Regions from separate parts of the Zea mays genome. Here region 1 is linked to region 2. Evidence: chromatin contacts called from public Hi-C data. All regions are on one chromosome and are shown on one strand. Each heading gives the region's core, a stretch centred on a gene start, on an enhancer-like site or on the middle of the called end of the contact. The rest is flanking DNA. Distances are from core to core; before and after follow the strand shown. Region 1 holds the start of LOC100501424 (Protodermal factor 1). Region 2 holds the start of LOC103629864 (UDP-glucuronate 4-epimerase 1).

Region 1 (7,111 bases), core at 1,817-4,316, 210 kb before region 2:
CAGATTTTGTATGAGCGCAATGATCAAGCTTCGGCTATGACTAAAAATTTGGCAGCAAAACAGTACAATAGCAATGAATGTTACGGTAACTTCACACCTACCCGTCTATTTATATAGTGCTGCAGGTGGGAAGGTGAATCGGCAAGGTCTCCAACACCGAACAAACAGTCACCTGCGCTCACTGAATGGTGGGCCACATAGCTCGAGAAGGTGAATCGCTGGCAAGAGTGTAATCGGTGCAAGATGGGTCGCGCGTCCGACGATTATTTTAATCGTTTCTCGCCAACGAGCTCAGGGAAGGTGTTTTTTGGATCTTCGGCATCCCGAAGCTTAGAAGATTTTTCACGGATCAAGCTCGTTACGAAAAACGATCTAGCGTCGCGAAGGGGCTACTGTTGGGGGTATGCTTCGTAGCCGAAGATCCTAAAGAAATAAACACCTTCGGCAGATCCTCTCCAAAACAGCGCCGAAGATATCAACTATAAAGCTTCGGTACAGTGACATGTCTCAAGACGAAGGGGTGAACCGACTTAAAGATGAAATGACTTAAAGACCCATGATATTCTGTGTCATTATTATAGTTCATTGTAAAGGGTATAAATGTAATTATATACAGGCTGTGAACTGTGCCTATAAATAGGTGAACAGTACCCCTGTACTGTTCACGTGCTCTCCTATAATCACGCATTGGGCATTTGTTTTTGCTTCACGCTGGTATTTTTGCTTTCCTTCGAGCCGAAGGTACATTTGTAATTTGTTATCATTTTTACAATAATGAAATAGAAATGAGTTAATAATAATAATCATGTATTTAAATTATTTTACATATTTTTTTATCCTTCCTCATTATTTGTTGTGTTTATGAAGGTATAACCTTCATAACATTCGTCCGGAATCCATTATATCCTGAGGAAAATAATGCTTCGAAGGACGAAGGACTATAACATTTAACAATTTTTATGTTGTCTTGTTCTTGATTCATAGCATTTGAGAAAAGTCCTCAACACGGAGCGAACGAATGCGTGAGCCATGCATGCATGTATTTAATGTGCTCTGTATCTATAGTTCCACATCGTACGGTAGATCGTCAAATCTCGTGAATGGTTTTAATTCGTTGTATGCGGGTACAGAGCAATCTCTTTTTGCAAGCTACCTCCTCCGCAGTGGTTGTGAGTTGCATGCCCCAACGCTCAAATGAAGTGTTCTTCAGTAGCCGGAAGATAGTGCATGCATGCAAAGATAACAGCTAGCAGCGCCAAGAACTGGTTACTTTGCAGGTTGCTTTGCCTGCATCAGGATTCAGGATCATGATCGAAATCCAACTACAGCTAGCTAGTTATTAGGATACGAGCTACCAGTTTGCTTCATCCATTCATCGCGGAAAAACCGATCGATCCAAACGACAAAAAATAGCAAGAGCGAGCGACTACACACCAGAATAAGCTAGGTCTAGCTCGGTGTCTTCTTCACCGATGAAACACTCAAACACACACACACACACAAACGCACACAACCAAGGCACGTATTACGTCGTAGCCATGCATGAAAGCAACAGCAGCAGCCAAGAATGTACCGTGCTCCGGAGCACACACTCCAGTTTACCATGCACGTACGTACACATGCTCGATCTCTACGCCTTCCCCTCGTTGGCCATCCTGAAGGCGGCCGCCTGCGCCGCGGCCGCGCCGTCGGACCCGCCCGCCGCCGCCGCCGCCGCCGCGGCGAACGTGTCGCGCACCTGCTCCGTCGTGTAGGGGAAGCCCGAACGGGTCATGGAGTTGAGCAGCGCGGCGGCGCCCTCGCGCAGCAGCGCGCCCGCGCCGTCCGACCGCGTGTTCGCCAGCGCGTCCTGGATGCTCACGTCCGTCCCGCCTACCCTGCCAGCCGCGCCGAAGAAGTGGCCCATCGTCCCCATCGACGACGACGTGCCCGGGAACCGCCCGCCGATCGCCGACCAGATCTCCATCGGGTGCGACCTCCAGTAGCTGCTCGGTGGTCACGTCACGATGAAGAGTAGACGACAGAGCAACTTTTGGTCAGTGGCTGCATGCATGGCGAGTTGGCCACACCGACGTACGCGTCATGAATCATGATGTATGACTATGAGCAGTGGCTTACTCGCAGGAGCCCGGGAGAGAGCCGAAGCTGTGGGGGTCGAACGGCGTCGGCGACGAGGTCCCTATGCCGCCGTGCGAGGGGGCGTCGCCGTACGCCGGCGTCGGGGAGCTCCCGTAGGCGCCGCCACCATGGGCCGGCGAGGGAGACCCGCCTCCGTAGGCGCCACCGCTGCCGGGAGTGGACGGAGACCCACCGTACGCGCCGCCGCCGTGGGACGGGGAGCCACCGTAGCCGCCACCGGTGGACGGGGCTGTCGGCGAGGACCCGGAGCCGCCGTGAGACGGGGAGCCGCCGGTGGAGGGCGACGTCGGCGTGGACCCGGAGCCGCCGTGGGACGGGGAAGGCAGCGTTGTCCCTCCGTGAGACGGCGATGGCAAGTCCCCACCGCTGCCGCCGTGGGACGGGGAAGGCAGTGTTGTCCCTCCGTGCGACGGCGACGGCAAGTCCCCACCGCCGCCGCCGCCGCCGTGGGACGGCGTCCCGGTGGAGCCTCCGTGCGAGTGCGACGGCGTCACGGGAGTGATGCCGCCGCCGTGGCTGCCGCTGCCGATTCCCGGGAACGAGCGCGGGTCCATCCCCGGCACGCAGTCCGGCTTCTTCACGTCGTCGCCTGCATGCGCCGACGCCATCTCAAAGGTAAAAAATAAAATAAAATGCAAGCTTGCTCGCCACGGCGCCGCCCTCATGGGACATCGGCATTGGTGCTTGTTTCATCTGGAGTGGGCAGAGCTCAAGAAGATGTACTATACCTTGGCTAGCCTTCTCCGCGGGGCTGGCCCTGGACTCCACCACGGCCACGAATGCCTGCGCGGCCAACGCCGCGAGCACGAAGCTCGCGAGGAGATCTCTGCCCGTCCTCCGCGCCTCCATAGCAGCTGCTGCCTCTGCTCGCTTGCTCCTCCTCCTGTCCTCTGCTGTGGAGCGAGCGGCGGTGTGTGCTACTGCTTGGAACGGAGGGGCGAGATGAGATAAATGAGCTGAGCAGGCGCGTATATAAAGCGGGAGCAGAAGCTACCAGACTCTGGCGCCACGGAGTATTGAAGGCGAGCGTCGTGAATTCATGGGTGTCGCAGATGACGCAGCGGGGTGGTTGGCGGAGGAATTCAATGCGCGCATATGAACGTATGTGTATCGAGCAATTCATCATCCGACTGAATGATCCGAGTAGGAAACTAGGAATAGGCCAGGCGTGCGCTTGCCTCCGCGCGCGGACTGCTGGAGTGGAGTGCTGGAGGGGAGGAGACTGGTGCATGCGCTCTGGGCTGTTTCAAGCCCATCTCCTGTCGGAAGAGAAGCAGGATGTATCGGAGGAAGTGAACTGAAATAGCTCAAGCAGTTTGAATGTGTCTTTTCAATGTGCCTTTAATCCGAAACAGTTTCTACGATATGTTTGGTTCAATTTTTTTAAGTACCTTTTTTTAGAATCTAGTTGACTTAGCTTTTTTCTGATAAGCTTTTCTAAAAATCTGTATGTGAGGAAAAGTTTAGTATCGTGTAGATTACGTGCGAAGAAAGATAAAAGACTTTATATGGTTTAAGATGTATAAAGTGACGGTTTCTTACTATCGTAACAACTTAGTCAATACAATGTTCACATTGATTTTGTATAATTTCGACCAAAACGATTTTTATAGAAACAGACTGAAAAACTATGCCTAGAAGCTAGAAAACGGTCAAATAAACATAGCTTATGGCTCCTCCGTCCATCCATGATTCATTTTATTATACGGCTCCACCACCAGCAACCCACCTGACCCATCCTTTTATCTTGCGTGGAGTGATGCTTTGCTCTCCATTCATGATTCATTTTATTACCGCTCCACCACCACCCACCCACCCATCCATTGCTCTTGCGTGGAAAGTTTTCAAATATTTGATATTTTGAACATGATCTCATATACCAAGGAGCTGTTAAATATGGTTGTTCTTTCCTATAATACACCTAATAAATAGGTTCAAGTTCCAAATCAAACACAAGATGTTAGCTTAGATGGTTGCAACACTGGTCGTCATTACACTAGGTCTCGAGGTCGAATTCTTATTCTGCCCGCGCGATTACAATTTCGTTTGGCGCCACCAGGTTTGACGTTCCGGCTATTGTTCTACCGCTAAAATGGATTAGCACTCCAAGTATAAATAAGCTCACACCGTACAAAATGTACCAGTAAGTTTTGCAAGCCTACCAAACATGGAGTTAAACATAAGAGTGCTGATGGTGATGCCAGGGGAGGACGGCAGTAAGTTTTGCAAGCCTACCAAACATGGAGTTAAACATTAGAGTGCTGATGGTGATGCCAGGGAAGGACGGCTGCAACCAAGAGCGAGACACATAGCTCATCCAACATCGCCGAAGGCTCTACTTGTCTCTCTTCAGTGGAGTGAATTAAATTGAATTGGTTTAAGTGAGTATTACTCTTTTGAGTTCTAGATATTGGTTTTTTTGATGTCGTCATCAGATGGATAGATATTGAGATTCTTTTTGAGAAAATATAATAAGATCAGAACATTTTCTAGCTCTGCTACTGCTCCTTTAAGCATGGTGTACAACAGCGCCATGCACTGATGCGCCTTACAAAAGGTGGATGCTCGACTGTTTCATATGTGTCATTTTTTTCCAGAACCATTCAGAGTTTGCTGGTCTGTTCATGTGTGTTGCTTCAATAGCCCATATACTCTATACTAGAGATTGTAGTGATCAGTTCCGACTTCTACTATCATCAAAACTATGAAAAATTGATTATTACAGGTCCAATTACATCGAAATTTATTATGTGCTTCATCAAAATGTAATTTTCGAGCTGCTGATGCTTCTTGATCAACTCTAAGTAAAAGGCTTGTATATCCTCCTTCTATCAATGGAGAAATCATAGCTAGAAAATTGTATTATCATCGCCTTGACCATTTTCACTAGTAGCCAACAATGCTATGTGTGGTGTCTGCTTTTATGTACGACTACTGTTAATAATTTGCACTTATAAAAATGATCAACCCGTAGATGAACAAAAATGGTATCAAAGAAATAGATGATTATACTATGTTTTCTGCTGCTCATCGGCTCTCTGATCACCCATCGGTGGAGAATCTTCAGATGCAAAAGGGAGTATAAGAGATTGTACCCGCTGATCGTTGGCTTCGTGTTCCTCGATTGTTGCGGTGTTTTCATGTGCAGAAGCAAACCCGAATTGTCTTCCCATGTCCTCTTCTCCTACCATGTCCTTGTGCCTTCTTCCTGCCATGGTAGTCTCGGTTTCTAAACGATGGGATTTATGGTGCTAGATGATTGTCTTAAAACATACATAGAAATTGCTATACTCTGGCTGAGAATAGATCACGTTTGTCTCAGACAGTGAAGAGACGGATCGTTGTGAAGCGACACATGATAGCAGGGAGAGTCAATGATCAGTGGCGGCCGCAGTACGTGATTCGCGATTATAGATGACAAAAAAAGTCAGCGTCCGTAAGCCGAGCGCCCGAGCCGGAGCAAAAGAATCGGTCGTTTTGAGCCGAGATGAAGGCTCCATGTTTTGTTTCTTGGAGATTTGTGGGCGGACATGTGTCATCCATCTAAAGGCAGCTGCATAGATGTTGGCCTACAGCCGGCGGTAGCTATTTTTTTCCAATCCTAAGATCACTTTTAGCCCCTAAGCATAGTAGAGTTGTTTATTATTATCTTTCCTATTGCATTTATATGTATGAGATACAACTAATTATGAGGTATGACTTTACCATCGTTTTTGTCCCATAATCTGCAGATCGTAGATCTAGTAAGAGCCTACAATGAGGAGGTAAAATGGCGTGAGCAAGGGTATGTCCCTGCAACCGTCGAGGAACACTTGTAGGTCTCAGCAAGAAGTGGTGGCTGCCACCTCCTGTCCTGCACATCGTTTGTTGGAATGGGAGATGTGACGAATCAAAAAGCTTTTGAATCGGTATGCAGTGTGCCTAAAATAGTGAAGGCACTCTGCATTATCCTCAGGCTTTCTGACAACCTCAAGTCATATGAGGTGATAAATTATATAATTTGGTTTTGCATCCTATATTATGAGCTCATTAATTGTTTCAGACTTTCACCTGTAACAACATCAAAAAGAAGAATAACCAAGCAAGCAATTGCGTGTATTGTGCCTGCGGTGAGAGAAAATGAGCTCGCATGTTGCTTCGACGATGGAAAGCTCGCAATTGCGTGTATTGTGTATATGTAGATTTATATGGGAGAGGTACAATTTCATGAGAAATTACAATCACGCCCACGAAGTTTACAAGTATGATTTACAAGTTATATATGGGCATATCATCTTTTCATCTTCTTTCTTGTTGCACAAGACTTTTGGTTCCTCTTCCTGTTTGTTTCGTGGATAAGAGTCTTAGATGACGAAGTAGCTGGCTGCGAAGGCGTACTTCGCAGCTTCAATATACGTGTGAAGGTCCACAGCTTCACCTTTTTGGTCTAAACACTGCTCCTGACAAAGATTTGTAACACACCTTCTCAAGCCGAAGGTTTGGTGATTTGATGATCTTCGGCAAGATAGGCCCACAACACACCTCATTATTCATACTCAACAGACCAGGCCTGACAATGTATATGCTCATATATGTGGATGACATAATCATCGTTAGTTTAAGACCTCAAGCTACAAATAGGCCGATATAAGAGTTTCCGAAGAATTTGCAGTGAAGGACCTTCGACCATCAAATTTCTTCTTAGGTATTGAGGTGGGAAGCAGGGTTTACTCTATCGATAGGGAAAAAATATCGAAGGTTCGTGATAAACAGGATTATCGAATTTCTATCGGCGATAAGTAAGTTTTTTCGGCACAAATTTGAAAAAAATGCCAGATTATCAAGAATATCATGTAGATTGTATCTAGACATTAAACAAAATAAAACAACACATTAGCACCTTCATAATTCACACATTCATAGTTCATTCATAGTTCACAGTTTAACAAATTTATAGTTCACAATTTTACACATTCATAGTTCACACATTAGC
Region 2 (6,593 bases), core at 344-2,843:
CACAAATTTAAGCAAGACAAGAAGTATACAAAAGATAGTTGTTAGCAAGGTTGAAGGAGGAACATCCTAGTGCGGTAATTCTTTACCTACTATTCTTTGTTAGCAAGGTTGAAGGAGGAACATCCTTAAAGGCGTTATGGTCGTCTGCCCGTTGCCACCACGTTGCCCATCATCACGCCACCGTGCCTGGCCAGCCGCCCTGCCGTCGAGCACCACAGCGCCGCCTGCCAGTGGTGGTGGCGAACATCACTCGTGTGAGTTTCCCGATGATGATCGACAGCAGTGACCTATGAGACTTTTGTGACTTTTGTGAGATTTAATATTGTTGTTACTTGTAGTTGTGACTTATGAGATGAGATTCGACACTTTTGAGACCCGCATTGTGACCTTTGTGATTGTGATGAAATAGATAAGACTATTATTGTCTTTGTTATTGTTCTTATGGTGATTGTATGTGAGATGTTATATGTGAAATGTGGTGTGGTGTTGTTGCTATTCTATGTGTAATGTTGTGGAATGTGGTGGAAACTGAAAAAGAAACAATATTTATAATGGTGGTCAATTTAACTTCCTAGAGTTAGCTAACTTTTGAGAGAGGAGGCTGAGTCGTCGGAAGTTAGTGGTTGATGGTGTCAGGCCCGCGGACGACGTCAGACCTAGGCTAACTTTAGAGAGGCACTGTTAGCCGTCGTAAGTTAGCTAACTTCGAAGATAGTTGTAGGAAGTTAAGCTAACTTTCAACCGAAACTTTCCGAGAGCTTAACTTCTGATGGCACCACTTAACTTTCGATAGTGCTCATAACTTCCGAGAGTTGGTAGCTAACTTCTGATGATTTGGGCTCTTGGAAGTTAATTAGTTTCCTGTAGTGAGTGTTGCACTCGGCAAAAGGTGTCTTGATGAATGCAATGTCCAGAGCAGTCGACAAAAGACACATTGTCTGGACACCTGGAAACTTCCTTTGCTAAGTGTCAAAGCCAAGACACTTAACAAAGCTCCCACCTTTGCCGAGTGCACTGACCATACCACTTGACACAAGTTGTGTGAGCTACCTAGAACTTGCTTTGTTGAGTGCCAAACTCAGGCGCTCGATAAAGACTCTATCACCATCACTCACGCTATTAAGGCACTTTTTATTTGCCAAGTTTGGATTTAGCAGTCGGCAAGAAGTCCTATATATAGATGTCCAATAAGCACGAGGCCCGTGAGCCCGGCACGAAGTCCGTTGTTTGAGCCCGGCACGGCCTGGTTCTATGCGGGCCCGGGCCGGCCCGGCACGAATAAGCGGGCCGGGCTCGGACAAGAAACTAGGCATGGTGGGCTAGCCCGGCACGGCTCGTTTACCTCTAAGCCCGTTAAGCCCGCTTTTTTACACTAAAAAGTACTTATCGGCCCGCATAGCCCGTTTAGGCCCGCTGCGGGCCAGGCTCGGACAGGGAATTGAGCCCGCGTGCCTAGACGGCCCGGCCCGGTTTTCTAACCGTGCCTGGCGAGCCGGGCCCAAAACGGGCCGAGCTTCACCGGGCCCGGGCCGGGCCGGGCCGGGCGGCCCATTTGGACATCTCTAGTCCTATACCGACGATTTTTTTTTTCACTGAGAGCCCTTTGCCGTGTGCAAACGGTCCTAATGGTCACGCCACTTTCAAACCTCCTCGAGAGCAGCTGCCGCCAGAAGGAGAGGAGGAGGAAGCATCTACGTCGAGGCGACCGAGCTTAGAAGAGCGCAGTATTGTGTCATTGTGTGTCAACTCCAGCAGCTAAAAATAGACGGGGCTAAATTACAGGGACCTCCATCAACATCGCCGAGCCCTGGAAACACAACACGCGAAGCCAACAATGGCTATTTATAACATCTCACCTTTCTCTCTCCTCCCCTCCTTAGTTCCCTTAGCGCGTGCCGGCCGCCTCCGCTCATCGTCGTGCACCATGCCAACTCCGAGAAGACGATCTTGCAAGGAAAGCGCATGCAAGAACGTCGTCACATATATAGAGGAGTAGCAGCCAGCAAGAGGTGGAATCGACGGCTTGATCCCGAGACCGACCGAGACCAGCTGCAAAAGCTCCTAGCTAGCGCATTGGCCGCCGGAGTGGGCTGCAGTGCAGTACAGGTGGATCGCATGCGAGGAGGATGCGAGTGCTGGAGGAGGACCTGTACCCGTCGACGCCGGGGAAGGTGAAGGTGGAGCGGGCGGGGGCGATGAGCCGGTACCTGCACCGTTGCTTCGCGTCCACGGGGACCATGTTCCTGTGGGCGCTCTTCCTGGTGGCCATGACGGCCACGTACCTGAGCGTCCACTCCATCGTGGACACCTCCTCCCGCTACTTCGCGGCGTCCTGGGGCGGGCTGCACTGGGAGCGGCAGATCCGGGCGTCGGCGTCGCCGCGGCGGCCGCCGGGGTCCGCGGAGGGCGCCGGGCTGTCCGTGCTCGTCACGGGCGCCGCCGGCTTCGTGGGCACGCACTGCTCGCTGGCGCTGCGCAAGCGCGGCGACGGCGTCCTGGGCCTCGACAACTTCAACTCCTACTACGACCCCTCGCTGAAGAAGGCCCGGCGCGCGCTGCTGGGCTCCCACGGCGTGTTCGTGGTGGAGGGCGACATCAACGACGGCCGCCTCCTGGCCAAGCTCTTCGACGTGGTGCCCTTCACCCACGTGCTCCACCTCGCGGCGCAGGCCGGCGTGCGCTACGCCATGGAGAACCCGGCGTCGTACGTGCACTCCAACATCGCCGGCCTCGTGTCCCTCCTCGAGGCCTGCAAGGACGCCGACCCGCAGCCGGCCGTCGTGTGGGCGTCCTCCTCCTCCGTCTACGGCCTCAACGACCGCGTCCCCTTCTCGGAGGCGCACCGCACCGACCGGCCTGCGTCGCTGTACGCCGCCACCAAGAAGGCCGGCGAGGAGATCACCCACACCTACAACCACATCTACGGCCTCTCCGTCACCGGCCTCCGCTTCTTCACCGTGTACGGTCCGTGGGGGCGCCCCGACATGGCCTACTTCTCCTTCACCCGCAACATCCTCCAGGGGAAGCCCATCACGGTGTACAGGGGCAGGGACCGCGTCGACCTCGCCCGGGACTTCACCTACATCGACGACATCGTGCGCGGCTGCCTGGCGTCGCTGGACACGGCGGGCCGGAGCACCGGCACCGGCGGCAAGAAGCGCGGCCCGGCGCCGTACCGGATCTTCAACCTGGGGAACACGTCGCCCGTCACGGTGCCCACGCTGGTGTCCATCCTGGAGAGGTACCTGCGGGTGAAGGCCAAGAAGAACGTGGTGGAGATGCCCGGCAATGGCGACGTGCCCTACACGCACGCAAACATCAGCCTGGCCCGGGAGCAGCTCGGCTACAAGCCCACGACGAGCCTGGAGATGGGGTTGAAGAAGTTCGTCAGGTGGTACCTCTCCTACTACGGATACAACCGTGGGACGCATACCTTCAGGAACTCATGATGTCGCTCGTGCCTTCCACTCTCGTCTGGGTCCACACAAGTTGTGGGGGAAATTGTGTTGACTGGCTGTTGTAGTTGGGTTAGGACAGAAGAGGAGGGGACGGCGACAGAACGATCAAACGGAGGGCCGGCTTTTTAAAGATTTCTTTCGAGCTTCCTAACTTTAGAAAACTAATAACATTATCGAAAAAAGCTATCGTCGACTCTCAGCGTCAAAAAAACCAACAACCGCTTTTTAGAAAACATAAAAAAATACAACTCAAACAAATATACTCTTAGATGGTCATCACACTGGGGCCGGCAAAGTACAAATTTGATATCTCAATGTTTCTTATTCAAAACTGTCAATGTTTAACGAACAATTCGTATATAGTTACTGAAAGATGGCAATAGAAAACAATTGGATCAGCTCACACGCGGCAGTTCAATACAACACAAACAACACCATAGTTTGAAGGAGACGAAATTGCAGACGTACATATTTCTTAACGTTTTATGTTCCTGTTGTGCGATTAAATATGCGTGATCCCTTGGGTGCAGCGCCATGCCGACATCCTTCGATGGTTCCTTTGCAGATCGACCATGGGACGTGTGTATGCAAGGTCCTGCATATGATAAGATATGTAATGTGCTCAGCTCCTTAGCAGGTCCAAGAATTGAAGCCGCAATCAGGGCATCAGCAATGCAAAGAGAACTTACTGCAGGTAAAGTGAATCGTTGCTTCCAAAGAGAACAGAAATGCAACAGAACGCCAGGAATTAATGGTTAATGTAATATGAACCTCACAAGTACTTGGATAGCCAAGGAAGATCTGGGGATTCCTTGAGGGCAAATGTCACATCGTCACTGTCAACCAAGAAAACGAGGTATTGGATCAACAGCAAGAGAAAGTAGGTTCAAACTGGTTTTGGATTTGAATTTAGTTCTTTATTGCTGTTTTCAAGAGCCGACCTTGGATAGTTAAGCTGAACCTTCTGCAACTTGTGCTTACTACCCTCTTCACAGAGGATGATCTTGCTTTCACCAAGCTTGCAACTGCGAATGGGACAAATTCAAAATTTACTGATAGGTCACTGAACCAAATCAGAGGAAGAGTAGAAGTTAAGAAATGAGAAGTGAGTGGAACATCAGTACAAAGCATCAGTAGTTCTATCTCATTAGAGAAAAATGAAGTGTCACATATAAGAGAATTTTCACAAGTAATTGCCAGCTAACTAAAAGCTATGACAACTGGACCACCGCGAAAAAATGTACGGTCCAAGTTTACAAATTCCACGCAATCGTCCATGATCAAAATTTTAACACGTGAGAGATGCAAAGGATGCAATAGCAAGCGAAATGGATCAGTACAAAACAGGTCACTTTAGGTAAGCCAATTGGACCGCCTCAAACAATGCATAGTCCATTTTTTACAAACTCCACACGATCTTCACATGCTCAAAATTTCAACACATGAGAAATGAAAAGGATGCAATAGCAATTGAAAAAGAAGGCAGGCTGAAGTTTTCCCTTTCAGTCTATATCCAAGCATGCACTAATAGCCATTGCTTTCAATATACTAGAAAACTGCTACTTCTGTCCAAAAAAACCATGTCATTCAGGTTTGCCTAAGTCAAACTATTTTAAGTTTGACAAACTTCACAAAAAAGAATGTCAACACTTATAACAAGAAATAGGCATACTATAAAAATAGTTCCGTGGTGAATATAAGATACCTATTTGGTGGAATGGTGGTAATATAGATATCTGTATTTTTTAGTATAAAATTAGTCAAACTTAAGATTGTATGACTGAGGACAACTAAAACATCTATTTGGGAGAGGCGTAAAAAAATGGCATATGATACATGCAAATGCTAGGGATGGAAATTGGAAAAGGAACATGCCGATGTAACTCCATTTGCTATGGCACACAGAAGCAAAGGCAACACCATCAGTAGCCACATTACACATGATGGTATGTGTACATGAACTCAAGGAGTCTACTGTATTACTGTATATGAGGATCTTCAGCACAGTTTCATCTATTGCAAGCAACACATATTGAATTAGCATACCAAATTTTCAAGAGAGTGTCGTATCCAGGCAATAGTTCTCTGTTGGCATGGCACCAGGAGAAAACTGTTGTTGCTAACTACAGAAAAAGAAAATATCTCGTTAGATTTCTTCATAAGCACCCATACTAGTACTATGTGCATGGCCCCAAACAGGCAGGATATAAACAAGAGCAGTACTGATAACATCTTCCAAAGTAAGCATGAAACAGTTCATCGCATGCCTCAGTTCACATGGAAACTCAGACACAGCTAGTGGGAGGAAAAGCACCACTCAGTATATGTAAGTGTAATTAAGACTGGATGAGTAATCAATGAAATGAACAATACAACAACCACAACAAAGCCTTTTAATCCCAAGCAATTATCAATGAAAAGGAAATACTGCACTTGCAATAGTTCCATTCAGCACTACCATTGCAGCAGGGTAATACTAATACAGAAAAGGAAAAAATAGTTAATGGAAATAAGAGATTGCCCAAAATAATCAACAACAGATTCTGAAGCCTGATAAAGTCAGGAAGCTTAAAAATACAATATCAAGAAAGTGTAGCCATCTGGAAAAAATGGCAGCAGAACAGAAGAAATCCAAAATGAACAATTTGTAGGTTAGTTTTTGGTCCACATAGCATGGGGTGAGACAGCCACACGAGGGCCTGTGCCAGACATAATTGACGCTACAAATTTATGTACCAAGGTAAGAGATTTCATTCTAAGTACTGGATTTGAGTCAAAATCACAGCAGGTAGGCAATTAGGCATGGACATGGAAGCCTAAAGAACAAGCCGTCTGTACACTCTGACTCCTGGGCTTGGCAAGTTTTTTTTGTTTCCACCAACAGTATTATTGTTTGGAAATATAGGAGCTAAAAACACATAAAAGATAATGTAAGCTCACCTTATCAAACATTATTTCACCTAGTCCACTTTTGTACAGCTCATGAACCATGGCAACCAGTATAACTTTTCCAAACTTTGGGCAATTCTTCATCACCTGTAAAGAGACAAAAATGTTGCTGAGATCCAAATAATGGTGGGTGCTCAAGTGACTTTAATAATTGATATGGTTATGAGTACAAGCTTGCATAAAATG

Evidence for each region. A called contact is a pair of places that touch in the nucleus more often than the background predicts.
Region 1: a contact with region 2 is called in a Hi-C map of leaf, with 4 times the contacts expected there. The contact joins the promoter of LOC100501424 here to the promoter of LOC103629864 in region 2. A contact is called at or near these places in 3 of 25 Hi-C or Micro-C datasets (ear, leaf and tassel).

What each region holds. Positions count from the first base shown.
Region 1 is chr6:118,922,338-118,929,448 of Zm-B73-REFERENCE-NAM-5.0, reverse strand. LOC100501424 (Protodermal factor 1) reads right to left here and starts at 3,066. Exons shown (of 3, transcript NM_001346922.1): 1 at 2,868-3,066; 2 at 2,119-2,728; 3 at 1,340-1,985. The coding sequence starts at 2,988. The coding sequence ends at 1,631. It also overlaps the pseudogene LOC109940518.
Region 2 is chr6:118,709,752-118,716,344 of Zm-B73-REFERENCE-NAM-5.0, reverse strand. It overlaps LOC103629864 (UDP-glucuronate 4-epimerase 1), which reads left to right and starts at 1,593. Exons shown (of 1, transcript XM_008650954.3): 1 at 1,593-3,605. The coding sequence starts at 2,127. The coding sequence ends at 3,449. It overlaps LOC100280350, which reads right to left. Exons shown (of 17, transcript NM_001361062.1): 13 at 6,399-6,494; 14 at 5,505-5,581; 15 at 4,400-4,483; 16 at 4,148-4,294; 17 at 3,874-4,053. The coding sequence ends at 4,231.